Regions from separate parts of the Mus musculus genome. Here all the other regions are linked to region 1. The links are chromatin contacts, called in public Hi-C and HiChIP or PLAC-seq maps. All regions are on one chromosome and are shown on one strand. Each heading gives the region's core, a stretch centred on a gene start, on an enhancer-like site or on the middle of the called end of the contact. The rest is flanking DNA. Distances are from core to core; before and after follow the strand shown. Region 1 holds the start of Rad52 (RAD52 homolog, DNA repair protein). Region 2 overlaps Erc1 (ELKS/RAB6-interacting/CAST family member 1). Region 3 overlaps Erc1 (ELKS/RAB6-interacting/CAST family member 1). Region 4 overlaps Erc1 (ELKS/RAB6-interacting/CAST family member 1).

Region 1 (3,358 bases), core at 240-2,739:
CATGGCTCAGTACAAACCTGATGGCCCTCTTCCCTGCGTCCCCTGAGCTTGCAGAGTCTCCATCTCTTCTGCGAGGCCCACTTCGGCTTCCCTGCAGGCACCCGGGGCCAAGCTCCTGCAGGCACCCGGGGCCAAGCTCCTGCAAGCACCACGTTCTGAGGCGCACGGATAACAGATTAATAGTCTATTTTTTTAAAAAAGATTTGTTTTTATTTATATGTATACATGTTTTGTGTGTCTGGGCAAATGAGTGTCGTATGTTTACGGTGCCTTCAGAGGCCAGAAGAGAGCACTGGGTCCCCTTGAACTGTAGTTACAGGTAGTTGTGAGTCCCCTAATTTGGATGTGGGGAACCTAACTCAGGTTCTCTGAAATAGTACGTGCTCTTAAACTGTGGAGCGATCTCTGTAGCCGTAGATGTTCAGGTTCTCCTCCCCTGTCGTTGGGATTGAGTCCATTACTTCCTACATGCCAGGCAAGAGTCCTACTACTAAGCTATAATGCCAACCCTCTTTTTACCTAGACAGGTTTTAAGCCCAGGCTGTCCTTGATTTTGGGATTCTCCTATCTCAGCTTCCCCAGTAGTTTGAGTTACAGGTCTGTGCCACCAGAATGGAAATTTGGTACTCTTGCATCGGCCAGTAGCACAGTTTCAAATGATGTTTTTCTTTTCTTCGAGACAGAGTTTCTCTGTGTAGCATCCTCGAACTCAAGACATCTGCCTGCCCCTGTCTCCTGGGTGCTGGGATTAAAGATGTGGCCACCACTGCCCTGAGAAAGAGTCTTTCCTTTTTGTGCAAGTAATGGGCAAGTTGAGTGACCAGCTAATTCCAGAAACAGAATTCTGAGTTTCTCTTGTAGCTAGTGTCATTGTCCTGTTATCTTGGTCTTGTCAGTATGGACCCTACAATGTGCTAAAGGACTTTCGATTTATTTATTAACTGCATCTGACTCCGTGTTTCTGGGAAGATTAGTTAAGTCAACCATCTAGGAAAACACGAAAGATCCTGGATATAGTGGCCATATAATGAATTGGTTAAATTGCAACAATCTGAAGGCCTGACCATTAAAAACAAAAAGTTCTCAGTATATAAACTACACATTGGAGACGTAGATCTGTTGTAAAGCAGAAAACATCATAAACTGAGATCAGTCTGTGTTTAACTTGGAGTGATGCCTAAAGTGTAACTGTCATCCAGTTAGTTCCGGTTGAATTTCAGGGGAAATCCCACTGGCTGCCAGGGTCTCAGAGTTTAAAAGCACACCGAGGAGAGGTTGGCTCCGGGCGTCACCCAGCCGGGTCACACCAGGGACCCTCGCAGGGCGCCTACGGAAACCGAAGCGGCTTGCTGCGGCTGCGGGAAGGCTGATCGCCGCGGGCGGTGAGATAACAGCCCAAGAGCGCTCAGGATGCTGAGTCCTCCGCCGCTTCCAGTTCGCGACTTGATTTGCGACAGCCTGCTTTGCGGCTCTCGGCGCCTTCTGACTTGACTTACGGCCTTTCCTTCTGTTTTTCTTTGGGCGAGGACTCTGAGCTTGCAGAGTCTCCATTCCTTCTGCGAGGCCCTCTCCGGCTTCCCGGCAGGCACCCGGACCGAGCTCCTGCGTGCACCGCGTTCCGAAGCGCGTGAGTGAGGACGGTCCTCGCCGGGGTGGTTCTAGCGGGGTCGGGGAGCGTGGGGCCTTTCGGATTCGGGCGGCTGCTGGACACGCCCGGCACGGGGGCGTCTCCACCGGGGAGGCCGAGCCCTGAAGCCCCCACGGTTGCGCTGGATCTGGAGGGAGGCGCCTGGTCCGGGGTTGCTGACCGCGTGCTCGGGAGCACCGTGCGACACGCGCGCTGACTGTTAACAGGACTGTCTAGGACAGGGTGAAGTCGGAGGGAGTCGGTGGGGCTGAGAAGAAACTGTGGACTTGAGGAGTTTGACATTCAGGGTAGCCTTTCTGGACTTTGAAAAACGAAGCGTGCATTAGTACGGTTAAATTCACTCCTCGGGGGTGTACAGTTCTCTGGTTACTCATATGCTTGGGGGTTGTGTAACCCCTAGCAACATCGAATTCCATAACATTTTCATCACTCCTAAATAAATCCAGAAGCCACAGTTAGCTCTCCCTCTCACTTTTCCCGTCATCCTAGGACCCCCGTCTGCTTTGTCAGTGAACCTGTTTCACTTGTATGAAATACAGTACTTTGTGTGGGTTTCGGTGGGATCTGTTCCGCAGAATAAAGTTCCGATGTTTGTATCTCGTTTGAATTATCCATCAGTTGATTAAGTTGATGGTCATCTAGGCTGATTCCCCTACATGGCCATCTCAATATTGCTTCTTTAATAAGACCTGGACAATTAACAGCACCAGTTGACATGCCAACTTGGATTGGGGGAGGGGTCTTAAAGGGCCCCGCCCTTAGATGAAGAGCTATACGCAATTAATGACTGTCAGAAAGGGAGAATGGCTTTCCCAGAGATGAACCCCCTAATGGATTACCCAGTACCAAGTGATCAGCCCTAAAATTGTACATGTACATGCTACATTAAACAGACTTAGGGGTTATATTTATTTATTCATATATGTATGTCTCTGTTGTCTGTGTAAAACAAAACAGAAAAAGGCTATGAAGTTGAGAGAGGGATATGAGGGATTGGAGGAGAGAGAGAGGAAATGATGTGAATTATATTTTATTTAAAAAACTGGCTGCTGCTCTTCCCAAGGACCTGGGTTCAATTCCCACCACTCACATGGTGGCTTACAACTGTCTATATCTCTAGTTATAAGGGATACCTTCTTCAGTACTTGTGGTGCACAGATAAGCATGCAGGCAAAACACACATACTTATATAATACAAACATTAATTTTTTTTTTTTTTTTTTTTTGGTTTTTTCAAGACAGGGTTTCTCTGTGTAGACCTGGCTGTCCTGGAACTCACTTTGCAGACTAGGCTGGCCTTGAACTCAGAAATCCGCCTGCCTCTGCCTCCCAAGTGCTGGGATCAAAGGCGTGTGCCACCATCACCTGGCTGTTTTTTTTTTTTTTTTTTTTTTTTTTTTAAAGAATCAAAATTTCTAATCTTTAAAAAAAAATGCAGGCTGGAGAAATGGCTCAGTGGCTAGGAGTAGTGGCTCTTCTTTCAGAGGACCTGAGTTCAATTTCCAGCACCCACATGTCTATAACTTCCATTGCAGAGGACCCAGCACCCTCACATATATGCAGACAAACACCAATGCACATAAACAGTTTTTAAAACAATGTTAGCTGGGTGTGGTGGTACATACCCTTAATCCCAGCACTCAGGAGACTGAGGCAGGTGGATTTCCGTGAGCTCGAGACCAACCTGGTCGACAGAGTAAGTTCCAGAAC
Region 2 (3,358 bases), core at 616-3,115, 230 kb before region 1:
TGAAATCTATTATTTTGTATGCTAAGGAAAAATTTAAAACTCAATTATTCTTCATAATAAATTGGAAAACTATGTATATAATTTTATTCATATAAAGCTAAATATAAAATGTATAAAGAAATATAAAAATCCTGTTATATATATACATGTTTATATGATTTCCCATTTGTAACATGTTATTCATTACTTTAGGAATGAATCTAGTATATATGAATAGATTGAATTCAAACATGCAAGGCACATCTTTGTGATGGTACAAAGTACAGAAACTATTCTCAAAATATTGAGGCCTTATTTTCCATAAAAATTGAACCCAAGATTTTATTTATTTTTGATAAATGAAAAGACAAAGTCCAAAATAATATACCATTATAGTGAAATCTTACTATAAAGCCAGAGTGATGTTTTTAGCAACATGAATTTATGGAACTAAACCAATTACATATGGGCATTAGTTTCTACATGAAATAAAAGAATACATGTTCTACACAGGACATAACAGCATTCTGTAAAGAGAGGTCAGTACATAAACAGCAAAAAACAACATAAAAACAAATTTTGATTTATTTATTTCTCTAAGTTTTACTTCCTTTATTTTTGAGACGGAGTCTCATGTAGCTCAGGGGCTGAGCCTGTAGCCCTGAACTCTCTGATCTCCCTGCCTCTGGGATTAAAAGTATGACGCCAGCCCACCTTGTTGTTGTTGTTGCTGTTGTTTTTATGTGGTGCTAAAGGTCAAGCCCAGGCCTTCATGCAGGCTAAGCACAAGCACTCTGCCTCTGAGCCACATCTTTCAAGTTCTACAATATTTACACTCAAACTTCCCATGCTTCAAATCAGTTACGAGATGTCAGGCAGAGTAAGTTGTCTAAAACTTTTCTGTTTGGGGGCTGAGGCAATGGCGCAGGGTTAGGCCAGATCTGGCAGTCTGTTTTTAACCCCCAGAACCAACATGGTGGAAGAAAAGAGCTGACTTCTGCAAGATGTCCTCTGACGTCCATATGTATATGTAGCATAGTAGACAGAAAGCCAACACATAGGGGCAGATACTCTAGTACATGTAAAACACATCCATATACAGCAGTGGAATAAAACAAAAACAAAAACAAAAAACAGAGTCTTTTGCTTGTGTGTTTTGTTCTGGGGTAGGGAGTAGGAAAAAAAAAAAAAAAAAAAAAAACCAAACCCAAACTATGGAGGCCAGGCTGTCCTCCAAGTTGTGATGGTCCTGCCTTGGCCTCCTGAGTGCTGGGATTACATACCTGGCTCAAAAGTGCCAGTTATGATCATAGAGCCACTGGACAGTATTGTTGTTGGCTTTTAAATAGAGAGGCAATGGAATTGACATTAATACTATTAATAAGAAAGAAAAATGAAGGAAAAAAAATCACCATTTTGGAATATAAAACAGTATCACAAATAGGGCAAGTATTGCAAAGCACTGTTACAGGAACAAGGGCTCAAGGGGGGGGTTCTTTGCTACCACCCCTCCATTGTTAAGGATGGAGTTTTCTGGAAAAATCTTTTCTATAACCTCGCCTTCTACATAACAAAGCTGCGAATCACACAGTAAATTCTTGGCATTACCTTGAAGAGAGGGGGTGTGCGTAGAACTGCCACTACCCCCAACACTGAACTGCTCAGCAAATGGCTTGCTGGACCATAAACTAACCTCTGTGGAGGGCCCCATGGAGACACCCACACACTCTGCTGCTCAGTGCCAGGGCCCCCCAATACTCTGAGGGCTTATTCGCAACTCCAAATGCTCTGCCAGTTTCTCTTGGCTCCAGAGACAGCTTCACCTGCAGGGTTTCATTTTTCTGCTTGACACCTCAGTGTTGATTTTCCTATACAGGACAAAAGAGCTCTCTCCAGTGCGCCTCACACAATTACACAATTGCTCCATTGTAACTCAGGAGACGATTAATGATTGGGTTTTATTTGATTGTAGTTTTGATTAATCCTGACTGTTTAATTTGTGACCTTTGCTGGAATCCCAAGGGCTGGGATCAGAGCATGCACACTGTACCACTGTACTTGGAGCAGTTTGAGCTTGCCAATTTATTTCATGCCTCATTAGCCACAAAAGCTATGAAATTTTAGTCCAAAAAACAGCTCTTTTTTTTTTCTTCAGAGTTTGGGTACAGAATCTTGTAGGGGTTTTCATTTGTATTTAGACATGGTAAGCTAATAATTAGTCCATGTTGGTTATGCTCCAAAAGCTCTAATTCCATCTGGCAGGTGTCTTAGTGAAACTCCAAATCCAAGCAACACACATCACCACACGGCACAACACACATCACCACACGGCACAACACACATCACCACACGGCACAACACACATCACCACACGGCACAACACACATCACCATGCGGCTGCCCTACTTTCCCAGGGCACGGAGTCAGCTGGCGAAAGGGAGTGTGTGGGAGTAGATCTAGGGTTGGTTTTTCTTTTCACACATTACAACATTCTATGACATGTTTCTTTGAAATAATAACCAAATCTATATCAATAAACTCAATCTATCACATCACAGAAAGGGTGCCATTTTTAATTATTTACTACCTGACAATCAGGTCTCTGATATTTCCCTGAATAATTCATAATATCCATATGATTTATCAAAAAAAATCTTTGAGTGTATGAAGAACTAACAAACTATGAAAGAGTAGGCTACTCTTTTACTTGATATGTAAATGGACCAGCTGACTAATAACCTCACTACAAAGCCAAAGGACACATGAATGTGCACTGCTTTGCTTATGGCTGGTATGGTCCATATCACATCATAGGACCCAATGACTCAAGCTCACTGTTTTTGTTTTGCTTTGGCCATATTTTTTTTTAATACATCTAACTTTCAATCATCTTAAAGGCATTTAAAAGTAATTCCAGTTTCAAGCACTTAGAAGCAAAGTACCAGGCTCTTACTGTTCTCTAACTCAGAGAAAGCAAGCTCCCTACTGCTGAAGTTTCAGTATTGCTGCCAGGATCACATTAAGCTCCCGGGGTCAAGCCATTTTCCTGCCTCAGCCTTCAAGTAGCCAGGACTTGGACCTAGCTGTCAAAACAGTAGTGTTCTAATGGCTTACCCATATTTCTTTTCTAAAACATTCAGCATTAAGTTTCATAAAAATATATCTTTTCATATAAGGTCATTATTGGCATCATACAAGTATAAAGGACATAATTATAGTTTCACAAGTAAGCAGAATAAAAAAAAAGTTTGATAAGAAACAAAACTAAGCCGGACGTGGTGGCGCACACCTTTAATCCCAGCACTCGGGAGGCAGAGGCAGGGGGATTTCTGAGTTCGAGGCCAGCCTGGTCTACAGAGTGAGTTCCAGGACAGCCAGG
Region 3 (3,358 bases), core at 420-2,919, 190 kb before region 1:
GAGACCTCACGTTACCATGAGCCGATCCTTGCACAGTTATATTTTAGTCACTCTGAAAGTCTAACCATTACCACTTGATGAAGTAGTTCTGCAGCAGCAGTTCTGAAGCAGTTCTAACAGTCACCTGAAACTGCACTGGCTTTACCTTGTGTTTACCCAGCAGCATTGCTAGTAGCTACATAAAATCGCAGACCTGTTTCTCAGCATTGGTCCTGGCTGATTCCTCTTGTGCCAGCACCATTTCACGCTCTGCAGTTATCTGTACACTTTCTCTCAGTGCTTCTTCCAGCTCTTCAATCCTGTCATCCTTCTTACGGAGACTGTCCTGGAAAACGATGAAGACCCGGTGAAGTAGGTTACTCAGTTACCTCAAGGAGTGCCTACCCATCAAGGAAGAGCTATCATTAAACATCCTTCTATTCAGAAGCAAACTGAGGCCAGAAAGATTCCTCCATAGAGTAAAGAATTAAACAAGGGAAGAAGAGAAATAAAGGAAGCTGAAGTCTGTTATTAAGAGCATAGGATAAAGTTAGTGAAGCGAGGCAGACATGATGGGTTTGCTCTCTGCAACAGAGAGAAGGAAGTGCTGGTGTTAGATGGCATAAGCAATAAGAGGTTAACTATTTAAAAATACAAAGCTATTTTTAAAACCTACCACTTAAACTGGGCTGAAAGCCAGCTCTGATGGAGTCTGTACTTAGAGTCAATACCACAAGACTATCTCCCTTTGAAAGTCACAACTAGATGACAGACTCGAGCTTCATAAAGACAATTTCTGAAACATTTCTTTTCAAAAAGGAACATGCTTACTAACATTTGAATAAAGTGAGACTTTGCCTTCTCCTGAAAAAACTAGAAACACACACATATGTATACATATACCTATGAATACCACTGGTTTGAATATGAATGAGCAATTTAGTTAAGCAAGTAATACACTCTAGTAGGAGTTTGTAATGTTACTTTTCATCTATGTAGCAAAACTCTTATTAGTCTTAAGGATCTCAAGGACAGTATAGCAGTAGGAAAGATAAAAGAAAAAGCCAAGAATGGAACCATGGATTTCTCAGACTATTCTAAGCATTTTCTTTTTGATTTATTAAGGGGATGGGGGAATGCAAACCAAAGGATTTGGAACACAGTACTATATTTGATACTTGAGTTTTGTATTCAAATATGAAAATGAGTAACAAGGTTGCCTATATGTTGATACAAAGAAGAATAAAAGCAAGCCCTTATCTCTTAGTATCTGTTAACTCAAATGAACTAAAGAACTGAAGCTAAAACCAGGCATGGTAACTCCTACCTACACAACAGCACTCGTAAGGCTGAGGCAGGAGGTTGTCCATGAGATCAAGGCCATCTTGAACTACAGTGTGAGACACAGTCTCAAAAAAGACGAGAGAGGAAGAAAGAAGAAGAAAACAAAACTAAGAAACTGGGGGCAGGGGGTGTTTCATGACAGTGGGTTGGGGATAGTGGGGTTTGGGTTCTGCTTTTAAAAATAAAACCAAAAAGTGATGGCAACAGAAACAAAATCAAACAACTGTGATTACCTCAGATAATAACATTCTTGGCTTTACAGCAAATAATCAAAATAACAAAGCAACACTTACAGAAGAGAGTAAATTTTCCCAACTATATATCTGACAAGGGTTAATACTCGAAAATGAGAACTAAACAGCAAGAAAAAGATCCAACTCGTTCATAAAAAGGACAGGAGATGCATAGATACCTTAAAAGAACACATAAAAATGACACATAATTTTGAAAACAAACTCTTCAATGTTACAAGTCATTGATGAAATGTAATTAGAAACCACAAAGATATATTTCAGTCCTTTTGGATCACTATAAAAGACAGGAAGTGAGTACTCATGAGGATGCAGGCAGGGACTCTTTCTCATTCACTATGGCAGACAGGATGGAGCTTCCTCAAAATACTAACACTCAACTACTGCATGAGTCAGCAGTTCCACTCCTGGACATTGAAATGAAAGGATATTGGTGGGCTGCAGGAACATCTACCTGACCAGTCTTACGACAGCACCACATGACGGCTCATGGCTAAACAACAGTCAGGACCAGAATCAGCCTAAGTGTCTATCAATAGATGAATGGATGAGGAAATAGTCTATCTTCCAGCCAGTGAGATGACTCAACCAGCAAAGCTAGATGCTTTGAGTTCAATTCCCTAGAACTTGCATGAAGAATGAACAAGCTGTCTCTACAAAGTTGTCCTCTGCCTTCCATACAAGCACATGGCATATCACGGTATTTCCCCTTATCATACAGACATGTACAAAAACAACAATAATTTTAAAAAGAAAAAGGTTCTCCATGCCATCCGTACTCAGATTGTATGACTTTCTATCTTTCTATCTTCTTCTTCTCTATCTCCCTGGTCCAGGCAATTGCCAAAATTTATGGCTTACCTGATAGGGAGATTTTTAAAACATTAATAATAAAATCATCTTTAAGTTCAATAGTTTTTTTTTTAATGTGCTGTATATACACACCAGGAATACTACCAAACAGGGAGCGGGGGTCGGGGGGAAGGAGGGAGGGAGAGGGAGGGAGAGGGAGGGAGGGAGAGAGAGAGAGTTAGTTTTGTTTTCCATTATGACGATAACCCCAGAGGACATCAAGTTAACTGAAATGAGCTAAGTACATGACGCTAAACTGAGCATATGGAATGTAAAAAGTTGATGTCATAGAATCAGAATGGAAGAGAAACAGTTTCCTTGTTTTGCTTTAATGTAAGGTAGCTAACCCAGCAAGGCTATTCCTGAACCTTGTCTTTCCTCTTTGGGTGGATAGCTAATCATGTCAGACTGAAGTCAGGAAGCCAGCAGTGCGTTGAGACACAGTAACCACCTACATCAGGAAGAAAGGACATGAAGTAGTCTGTGTTGTCAGCCCAGTTTGGATTCTTGGACACACCTTTTGCAAAAAATATATCCTTGCTAAAATACACTTGCTTTGTGTATTCTTTTATGGGACACCAAGATTACTGCTAAGAATTGGGGGCTTTTCTGGGAGTTCAAACCCAACTGGAATGTGTTCAGATTCCCTCCCTAAGGAGAGACATGGCCCTTTCCAACTGCAGTGGCTTCCAGGGTTTCTGGTGAAATACATTTTTTTCTATCAGCAATTACCCCAGTATGGAAGGTTTCTCCACAATACAGCAAAGGGTCCAAATGTGTAAAGACCACTGTAACCAGGCCCATGTGCGAACAGGCCAAGGGTAAGAAATGCTATGAGGGACAGCATCCTCTAGTCAGGCAAGTCATTCTGGATGCTGAAACTTGTAATGCATGAAAGGCAGTGAGGCCAGGATGTGAAATCATCTAGAAAG
Region 4 (3,358 bases), core at 305-2,804, 150 kb before region 1:
GTCCACTCTACATTAAAATTCAATATAGTACTTGAAGTCCTGGACACAGCAATAAGAGAAAGAAGTAAAAGGGATACAAACAAACCAGAACTGAGCTGAAAGTGTCCTCTCTACTAGCCCCCTTTCATAGCAAGGATGGTGCACTGCATGCTACTAAGGGAGAAAAAGCAATGCTCTTCTCTAGCTAAGAACCCGATGAACTTTAACACCACTTGCCAGGCAAGATACACCCCCCACCCCCGGTGCAATAGTGACACTACTGTTATGGGGACAACCAAGAACTCCATCATTAGTTTGGGGGCCCACTACACAATAAGTATTAACATTTCTAATGCTATAAACACAATTAAAACAACTAGGGTTTTAGTATTATTTAAGGGGTAACTTAGTGCTGGTCTTTAGCTAAGTTGAAATAGTGCCAAGCTGCTTTCTAAATATCTATAATTATACCCATGTATATTACTCTCTGTCTTAATCAGATAATGTTGTCTTTGGAATGAGAAATGGCAAAATGCAAAAGACTCATGGTTGCTCAAGATACTAAGAAAAGGTGATGGTTTAGTGCTCAGCCCTCAACAACATATACCACTCCCTCTCGGGCTAAGGGAGCATAACTGAAGAGAAGGTATTAAGAATGTAAGGGTGAGACATATGCAGGAAAAATGCTACCTTGCGGGCATGATGTAGTCATGATCTCATGTGGCTGACAGCAGTAGGCTTCCAGGAGATGGGACTGCTGTCAACAGTCAACTGGGAATTGTGGAGGGTCCTATGTGGTCCTAGTCCATCCTGCTATACTATGATCTACTGAATAGATTTCAGGTGAGTGGCAAACACTGTGGTCAGCACTGATGAGCTCAACATGTTCCACTCATTAACACCAAACCATGGTCACACAGCCCTGCTGTGCTGGTTTGTTTTTATTAACTTAACACAAGTTAAAAGCGTCTAGGAAGAAGAAATCTCAATTGAGAGATTGCCTCCATCAGGCTGTCTACAGTCTATGGAGTACTTTATTAACTAATTCTTGATGTGGCGAGGCTCACCCCATGTGGGCAGTGCCACCCTGGGCAGATGGTTGTATAATAAGCCATGGAGATCAACCATCCTTCCATAACCTCTGCCTCAGTTCCTGCCCTCATTGCTCATCATGGTGAACTGTAAGCTTTTCGAAATAAACCCTTTCCTCCTCATGTTGTTTGTGGCCAAGGTGTTTATCACAGCAACAGAATGTAAACTAAGACACCTGGCTTTAAACTCAGTGTCATACAAGAAACAAAAAACAACAGCAACAATTACAACAACAAAAGCTGAATTCAAGAAAGGGACTTGGGGGGCATGTAAAAAAAATGAAAATGGGAGAGAAGGTGACAGTAATCAAAATGTACAATATGTATTATGGAACTGTTAAAATAGCACAGACTTCAAAAATGATTCTAGTAACAAGCCAGGATGTTAATTCACTATCAAATGTCTAGCCTAATTGGAGTGACTGAAAACTACAGAATGGTATGAGCAAAGGGAAAGAGAAACAGCAAAGCGCAGTCTGCAGGAACCTTCTAGAAGCCACCCCACCCCCACCCCATCCCCGAGATCAAAGTCTTCCTCCTCCGTGTGCTGAAGCTTGATGTGCCAGTGTTCATTACTGGGGTGATTGGAAACGAGACAGCACATCTGACCAAATCTGTGGGTTAATCCCTGAACCACACTGTGATGGCACCGCTGAGGGGTCAGACTGAGAGGTGGGATCTCAGCAGAGGAAGCAGATCACTAAGGACACGATCTGAGATGAACACTTTGTCCTCGCTTCTATCTGCTGCTTTCCTGGTGGCCAGGATGTTCTGCCTCACTAAACACTAGAAGCATTGGAATCATCTAACCTTGGACTGTAACTTTTCAAACTACAAAGCTAAATAAATCTTTTCCTACTTCAGTACTGTTTATCTTAGGTATTTGGTTATAACTGCAATACCTTAAAACAATAAAAAATAAAAATAACTCTAAATTCTATATTGTCACTATAAATCCTTAACTTTAAAAAAAGAAAAAGAAAAAAAAAAGGCACTCAGAGCTATCTACAGTGTTCCTATGTAAAGAAAAACAATAATGGTAACTTTTTCTTCAACCTTTTTCAACTGTGACTCCATTTTTAGGCACTCTTCCTTCTTCTGCTCAAGAGCAATTTCTAGGGTCTTGAGCCGCGAGTCCTTTTTGAGTCCTGAGGAAGCCAGGGAAGAAGCATGCTCTTTGATATCCAAGAGAGAAGCCTAAAAGAAGCAAGGCATAGTTACAATAAATACTGTGAAATAAAATGTGGATTTAATTTTTTTAACATATATTCATAGTATTTGGACGTTTCCATTTCAAGAACATCCATGAACTATAAAACTTCCAGACACTGGCTTAGCTTTCAGATATCAGTTAAAAGCAGGTGGATCCTCAGTACTAATAAAGAGTCCTAAAAACGCCTGGGGATGAAACTCAGGTAAAGAGTTTGCCTAGTAGGCATTACGTCCTAGGTTCAATCTCCAGCTACACATAAACAAGGCACAGAACACACCTGTAGCTGCAGAACTCAGGAGGTAGAGGCAGGAGGATCAGAAGTTGAAGGCCAGCCTGAATTACAGGAGGCCCTGTCTCAAAAACAGAACAAGGCTCTAACCCACTGCACTTATTCTCCCAAGGTAAAGGGGAATGAGCTTTAAGAACAGAAGTAGCCAAACTCAGTAACTACACTGATTTGAGCATGCATGTTTTCCCTCTCTTAGCAGGAAGTTCTTGTAGAAACTTACTTCTACAAACTTTCTACAGTAATTAGACAGACCTACTGGATTTGTCATTACACAACATTGAACTTTGTAGCTACTTAAGTGATTCTGATAGGATTATTAAAAAATAAGAACAAAACTCACGAAGTGAATCAAGTTATAGGCTATGATGTTTCTAATAGTGGTTCTGATTAGATTTCCTCCTTTTCTGTCACCTTCCTTACTGTTAGCAGTGTTTCTCCAAATGTAACTGGGCTTCAGCCATTCTAGGATCTGCATATAGATTGGGATCCCATAAGAAACCCACTCTTGGGCTGCAGAGATGGCTCAGAGGTTAAGAGCACTGACTACTCTTCCAGAGGTCCTGAGTTCAAATCCCAGCAACCACATGGTGGTTTACAACCCTCTGTAATGGGATCTGATGCTCTCTTTTGGTGTGTCTGAAGACAGTTGCAATGTACTCATATACATAAAATAAATAAATAATACTAATTTAAAAAAAACTAAAAAGGAAGAAGAAGAAGAAAGAAACCAACTCTTAGAACGGAGAACAAGGCAGTAAAAGAGTATGAAATAAATGAGCCAATCTT

Evidence for each region. A called contact is a pair of places that touch in the nucleus more often than the background predicts. HiChIP or PLAC-seq counts read pairs in DNA pulled down with a chosen protein or histone mark.
Region 2: a Hi-C map of liver shows a contact between it and region 1, with 1.6 times the contacts expected there. The contact joins the enhancer-like site here to the promoter of Rad52 in region 1. A contact is called at or near these places in 1 of 484 Hi-C or Micro-C datasets (liver) and 4 of 115 datasets of contacts at active chromatin or transcription factors (cardiomyocytes, embryonic stem cells, large pre-B cells and 1 more).
Region 3: an H3K4me3 HiChIP or PLAC-seq map of bone marrow-derived macrophages shows a contact between it and region 1, with 4 times the contacts expected there. The contact joins the enhancer-like site here to the promoter of Rad52 in region 1. A contact is called at or near these places in 1 of 39 promoter capture datasets (neural stem cells), 1 of 484 Hi-C or Micro-C datasets (nephron progenitors), 8 of 115 datasets of contacts at active chromatin or transcription factors (the SCID.adh cell line, bone marrow-derived macrophages, embryonic stem cells and 1 more) and 1 of 9 other capture datasets (embryonic stem cells).
Region 4: an H3K4me3 HiChIP or PLAC-seq map of the SCID.adh cell line shows a contact between it and region 1, with 11 read pairs. The contact joins the enhancer-like site here to the promoter of Rad52 in region 1. A contact is called at or near these places in 1 of 39 promoter capture datasets (embryonic stem cells), 6 of 115 datasets of contacts at active chromatin or transcription factors (the SCID.adh cell line, bone marrow-derived macrophages, embryonic fibroblasts and 2 more) and 4 of 9 other capture datasets (adipose tissue, embryonic stem cells, liver and 1 more).

The regions. Positions count from the first base shown.
Region 1 is chr6:119,901,209-119,904,566 of GRCm38.p6, forward strand. Rad52 (RAD52 homolog, DNA repair protein) reads left to right here and starts at 1,490. Exons shown (of 12, transcript NM_001166381.1): 1 at 1,490-1,627.
Region 2 is chr6:119,672,651-119,676,008 of GRCm38.p6, forward strand. All of the region lies in intron 17 of Erc1 (ELKS/RAB6-interacting/CAST family member 1), which reads right to left. Among named protein-coding and RNA genes, the nearest start is that of Wnt5b, 130 kb to the left of the region's middle. Within about 2 kb of position 1,866, at least 18 of the 459 cell types and tissues checked have an H3K27ac peak or open chromatin away from gene starts, as enhancers often do. A contact at or near this core is called in liver, where this site is marked.
Region 3 is chr6:119,713,487-119,716,844 of GRCm38.p6, forward strand. It overlaps Erc1 (ELKS/RAB6-interacting/CAST family member 1), which reads right to left. Exons shown (of 21, transcript NM_053204.2): 16 at 194-325. Among named protein-coding and RNA genes, the nearest start is that of Erc1, 130 kb to the right of the region's middle. Within about 2 kb of position 1,670, at least 20 of the 459 cell types and tissues checked have an H3K27ac peak or open chromatin away from gene starts, as enhancers often do. A contact at or near this core is called in the SCID.adh cell line and bone marrow-derived macrophages, where this site is marked.
Region 4 is chr6:119,747,712-119,751,069 of GRCm38.p6, forward strand. Erc1 (ELKS/RAB6-interacting/CAST family member 1) reads right to left here. Exons shown (of 21, transcript NM_053204.2): 12 at 2,127-2,267. Among named protein-coding and RNA genes, the nearest start is that of Erc1, 99 kb to the right of the region's middle. Within about 2 kb of position 1,555, at least 16 of the 459 cell types and tissues checked have an H3K27ac peak or open chromatin away from gene starts, as enhancers often do. A contact at or near this core is called in the SCID.adh cell line, where this site is marked.